2 separate regions of the Mus musculus genome follow, and region 2 is linked to region 1. Evidence: chromatin contacts called from public Hi-C data. All regions are on one chromosome and are shown on one strand. The core of a region is the stretch at or near the end of the contact, and the rest is flanking DNA. Distances in the headings are between cores, read along the strand shown.

Evidence for each region. Hi-C and Micro-C count contacts between places; a contact is called where the count stands out from the background.
Region 2: a Hi-C map of pre-pro-B cells shows a contact between it and region 1, with 1.8 times the contacts expected there. The contact joins two enhancer-like sites. A contact is called at or near these places in 12 of 484 Hi-C or Micro-C datasets (the AML12 cell line, bone marrow-derived macrophages, differentiating embryonic stem cells and 7 more), 1 of 115 datasets of contacts at active chromatin or transcription factors (embryonic stem cells) and 2 of 9 other capture datasets (embryonic stem cells and embryonic tail).

The regions. Positions count from the first base shown.
Region 1 is chr19:41,100,291-41,103,077 of GRCm38.p6, reverse strand. All of the region lies in intron 13 of Tll2 (tolloid-like 2), which reads left to right. Among named protein-coding and RNA genes, the nearest start is that of Opalin, 25 kb to the right of the region's middle. Within about 2 kb of position 1,472, at least 34 of the 459 cell types and tissues checked have an H3K27ac peak or open chromatin away from gene starts, as enhancers often do. A contact at or near this core is called in pre-pro-B cells, where this site is marked.
Region 2 is chr19:41,176,121-41,178,820 of GRCm38.p6, reverse strand. All of the region lies in intron 2 of Tll2 (tolloid-like 2), which reads left to right. Among named protein-coding and RNA genes, the nearest start is that of Tll2, 29 kb to the left of the region's middle. Within about 2 kb of position 1,325, at least 12 of the 459 cell types and tissues checked have an H3K27ac peak or open chromatin away from gene starts, as enhancers often do. A contact at or near this core is called in pre-pro-B cells, where this site is marked.

The sequences.
Region 1 (2,787 bases), core at 223-2,722:
CCAGGGCCTGTGGAAGCCACTTGCTTTACCTGACATCATTTTGTTCCTGTGATAACCCTGTCACTTAGGTTTGGATTATTGACCAGCATTGAGAAAGGTGGCTCAGGGTCACTCTTAGACATGAGTGGCAGATTAAGCATCTAAACCTTGTCTGACCCCAGACCCCAGACCCTCTACAGCCTTGCCTGACACCCTAGGTGTGAGCCAGAGAAGCATCCCAGGTCTTGCACTCCAAAGGTGTTGTCTCCCATCCCGAGTGCTGGTGCCCAAGAGACTGAGGTGTGAGGACAGAAAGAGGAGAAATATCCTGGATGGAACCAGACCCAGGCCACAGAGGCGATCCAGCATAAGGAGGGGCTTTCATGGTTTCTCAAAAAGGCCATTCAGGACCCTCAAAGGATGCACACCACCCTTAAGGACACAGGAGTATTCCCTAGGCCTGGTACACTGTGGCTGGGTCCCCAGGAACATGCCACCAGCCCTTGGTAGAGATAGGGGGTCCTTGCAGCTCCTTCTGTGTGGCCTCTTTATTGTGGTACCACTTGATGTCCAGCCTCCCATATCCACATCAGGGAGACTGCTCCTTCCCTTCCCTCCTCTCCCACATCTCCTGGCTGTGATAGACAAGAATCCCAATCCTTCCTGTCTTCTCCCACCCCTATCTTCCTTGGACCTCCTTTTTGTTTTATTATTTTATCTTTTGAGGGAGGATGTCATACTGTAGTTCAGGCTTGCCTGCACCTCACTGGGACTCGTGAGTATTCTGACACCTCAGCTTCTGAATGCTGGGATTACAGATGTGAGCCACTGTGCCTGGCCCCACCTCTTCTTAGGTACTTTTCCTAGGTTTCCCTTGAAGGGTTGACATCAGGAGAACTGACTTCCAGACAAACCACCCTGCTAGGCAGCCTCACGTCCTTACCAAAGCCTCAGTTTCCCCTTGTAGAACAGAAAGAAGAAAGTGTGTTGCACTGTGAAGTTCCAAAGAAACGATGGCTCGGAGATGCTTTATTTTGGGCTCCACGTGAGACGTGGGATTATTACTGTTTAGCCGGGCAGTGATGGCGCACGCCTTTAATCCCAGCACTCGGGAGGCAGAGGCAGGTGGATTTCTGAGTTCGAGGCCAGCCTGGTCTACAAAGTGAGTTCCAGGACAGCCAGGGCTATACAGAGAAACCCTGTCTTGAAAAACCAAAAAAAAAAAAAACCAAAAAAAAAAAAAAACAAAAAAAAACAAAACAAAACAAAAAAAAACTGTTCTTCCCTTTCGTGGCATGCAGAAGGAGTGAAAATCTTAACACCTGGTTTCCTCCGACCATCGAGGCCACGGTAGGATGCCTCAGATCGCAGTATCTGGCTCATGTGTCTTTGCCAGAAGGAGGGAACTGGAAGCATAACCACAAAGCCTGTGGCAGAGCTGGGGTGAGCCAGAGAACCTTGTGCCTTCATGCCAGTTGGCAACAGCCTTCGCCTGGGGCCCAGCTGGCCTGTAACACTGGCCGGGGTGCCAGCTGGCCTCAGCACTGATCCCCTAGTGCCAGATGGCAGCCCCTCTTCGAGCCAATTGGCTAGGCAGCAGGCAGAGCCTTACACTTCTGCTGATTTCAAGAAAGGTTGGTGGCATTCAAGGCTTGGCTGGTCCAAGGGGCGTGACAACCATCTTGAATCCCTACACACTATCATTCCAGTGCAGAGGGACCATAGGGGATGCTGGGGAGGGAGGCTTTCTTCAAAGCCTTGGGGTGTGCTCTAACTTCCCTTAACGCTCTGAAATTCCTTTAAGATCTTTTCCAGGTCTCACGTCTGAGCCACAGAATGGCTCCTTCTTTTCCAGTGTACCTAGAGGATGGAAAGAAGCCAGAGCCGTGGTTATACCCGGCTAAGCTCTGGTTCCGGCCCATTCTACCTGCATGATCCCAGAGCTCCTTAGAAAGCGTACCCAGCTTGGAATGATCATGAGCCAGTGGGCTTGGCACAGGTGGCACTGTGGAGGCCACGTAGCCAATCAGACCCTGGCAAGAATGGCGCCCGCTTGCCTGCCACTTATCATCAATGGCACAGGGCCACTGACAGCAACACAGCCCACTGCCCTTGAGGCTTTTCTCCAGCTCCCTGGCTAGCATATCCCTTTGTCTCTGCAAGAGTGGAGCTTTCTCTGCTTTCTCTAGCTTCTCCCCCTCCATCTGGCAATAACTAGGCTGAGAAATGGTGATGCCCTCTTTCTTGCCTCTGTGCCCTGCCCACAACCATCCCAGCTCCGGGCATCAGGGCCTCCCCTCCCTTCCTCTTGGGTCTTTATTTATCTTTGTCCTTTCTCATGGAATCTTTCCTAAGTTTCCTCTGCTCTCTGGTCCACTTCTTAGACCTGCTGTGCCCCTCTCATCTGCCCATTCCTTCTTCACTGAGCCATCCTTGCCGCCCCTCTCTTCACCTGCCTCTGCCCCTGCCCCTCTCCTCACCTCCTCACCTCCTCTGCCCTTTTGCCCAGGCTGTCTCTCCTTCTACCCTTCCCATCATTGTCTTTCCAACTCCTGGAGGTGCAGAAACTGCACCAGAGTTGTCTGAAATGCAGCCCTGCACATCGACAATATACCAGTCCTTCATGCGCATAATTTTCAATCGCCACAAAAGCCAACACCGCTCTTGTTGTTTTTAAAAGTAGAGGAAGGCTCAGAGAAGCCAAATAACCATCATCCAAGTCTATATGATTGGATTGTATTGGTTGGCCCAACCTGACCCAACTTGCCCAGAATCCTGATCTCTTTCTACTGCTCCATATTATCCTAT
Region 2 (2,700 bases), core at 76-2,575, 76 kb before region 1:
GGCAATAGAGAAAAGGCTGGCACTGCAGAGCAGCCACAGGCCACTTCTCTGGTTTTACTCTATAAGCTGGAGAGCTTCTCTCCAGGCTTTAGAACACAGGGATGCTAATTGCTTCTAAGGTGGGCCAGCCGGGCTCTTTGTCCAGAGGTCCTGGAGGTCCTCACATTCCGAGTTCACTCAGTGGCAGTGGCCCGGCTCCCTGCTTGCTGCATCCTTCCCTGGCCATCCCGCTGTATTCTGTCATCAGGAAGGAGCGGAGAACAGTTTGGATAGTGAGGAGCCATGCTCTTGTTTGAGAGCCCATTCAGTGTTCTACATGGGCCCATAAGAAGCCGTCGAAGGCTTCTGGGCACCCAGTAGGGATGACTCCCGTCACTGTTCACTTAGGCCACAGGTTTGAGTTGAGTCCTAATGAGCTTCCCTGCCTCAGCTCTCTCCCTCCACATCCTGCTTCTAGATCATCTTCCTGGCCACTGTACCACTTTATAGTATTTGGAATAGGGATCCTCCCATTCATGTCTAATAGAACTCCAGAAAGTGACCCAGAGGATAGGTGCTTTGCAGATCTAGTTAGTTAAGGAGCTTGGGATGAGATCCTCTTGGTTTAGAGTGGACCCTTAAATTCAGTGACCAGAATCTTCACACAAGAAGAAGAGGACGCAGGACATGGAGGAGGAAGACATGCAGGGATGGAGGCAGAGCCTGTGGGGAAGATGCCACAGGTGGAGCACAGCCCTGCTCCTTAGCCCCTTCAGATGTTCCCATTGCTTGTCCAAAAGCTTCCCAATCCACAGTCTACAGAGACAGGCTCCCTTCCCCTTCTGTCCTCTGTCCAACCCAATGACATCGTGTCTGTCCACACCCTGAGCTTCCTCCCGTCCAGCCTTCTGATCCACTCTGCTCTAAACCCCCATTCTACAGACAAAGAACTGAAGACCAGAGAAAGCTGATGCCTCATGCTTAGCTCTGCAACTGCGTGCCTTTATGACACCTCTTTATCCGGTGACATCTGCCAGCTGCAGGCTGTCACCTGGCTGACAGTGCTGTTGAAATGGCCACATTTGGGTGTGTCGTGGAAAGAGCCCTCGCTTCTCCACTTTTGGATGGGCCCATTCTCCAGCCCTGGGAGCTAGCTGACCAGCGGATGTGGCAGTGGCATTTGGATGTGTGTGGGGCCAGGAGGCAAGAGTGTATCCTTCAGGGAGAGTCCCTCTGTACGCTTTTGATTTGCTGGGAGAAGAAAGGAGCTCTGGGCAGGCATGGGCCTAGCTTCTCTGTGAATGGAGCTCTTGAATTAACATTGTGGAGCTTCCTAAAGCTGCTAATCGGATTAGCTGTGTAGTGAAGGAAGTACTTAGCGGGAGACACACACACAGAGGCACACACACTTTCCAACCCTTTTGCATCTCTTCCGTATGCCTGGCGGGACCTGGTTGCCCTGTTTCTGAGCCTGAGTTTCCTCTTAACAACACAAGCTGGGCAGAAGCCTGTGTGGCCAACGGGCTGCATTTGTTTGTTTCCTCTTTCCCTGTAGGGCTGAGGAGGCTTGTTTTGAACATTCCCATCTTTGCAAATGTACCTTGAGAGGAAGTTCTATCTTGCAGTTATCTCTGTTGGGATAATGGATCTGAGTTCTTGATCTCTATAAGAACTCTGAAAGAGGAAGCAGTTTTAATTACTTCTTGCTGCTGATGGAAATCGATGTTTCCCACAGTGTCATTCTGAGTCACTGGGCTGTGTTCATCCCCATTGAAGAGGCCAAGTTAGCCTCTTACTTCCTTAACTCCTGCCATCTGTGCAGAGCACCTGCAGAACCCCAGCAGTTTGGCTTCGGGGCTCAAAGTAAATAAATGAGCAGAAGTGAGTCTAAGACATAACAGCTTGTGTCCTCTCTCTGGGTGTCATCTTTGAGTCATAAAGTCTTCTCCCATCATCCCTTTGGCTTCTAGATTGCTATTCCTGATCCTGACCACAACTTGGGGTGGCAGAGGGGTACCCGCATTTACTCTCTGTGTTGCCATCGAAATAGAAGGGCCAATGGGACCACACCCTCATGTATTTCAAGACCATTTAAACTCTGGTGTTTCAAACTACAAAGACAGACATCAGAGACTGCTATGTACCTGAGAGGCATGTAGGTACCTGAATCAGATACATTGATTCGGGGTTTCTGGGCTCTGTTTTCCAAGGCGGGAGGATCTAAAAACAGACTCAGCATATATGTGTTCTCCAACACATTTTCAGCCTCAGGGTTCTTGAGGGAATTAGTGGATGGGGTAATTTTAATTAGGCCCATAGACAGACCATGAGTTCTGAATATCCACACCCATGGTGAGACATTCTCCAGCCTATTTACAAAAATTCTGTATTTTACCAATTTTCTTCATTGAGGTGGGAGTGCTTCCAGATAACACAGGTCCAGGTGAAAGGTGGGTACATGGGTAATTCCTGTGGTGTTCTGGGAAGGACCCATGCCCTAAGTATAGGAATACTGGGCTGACTTCTTGCTGGGGCAGTGCCCAGGATTCAGATCTGTCTGCTCATACATTAGACACTGCCAAGTGCCATCTTGGACACACCTGGCTGTTGGAGATCTGTGTTGCTGATGCCTCTGGCTTGAGAAGCTGGAGAGGGACAGAAGGCTTAGGGGACATTTTCTTTTCCACATCCCTCTCACTGGATCCCAGGAGCTGGGTGGGG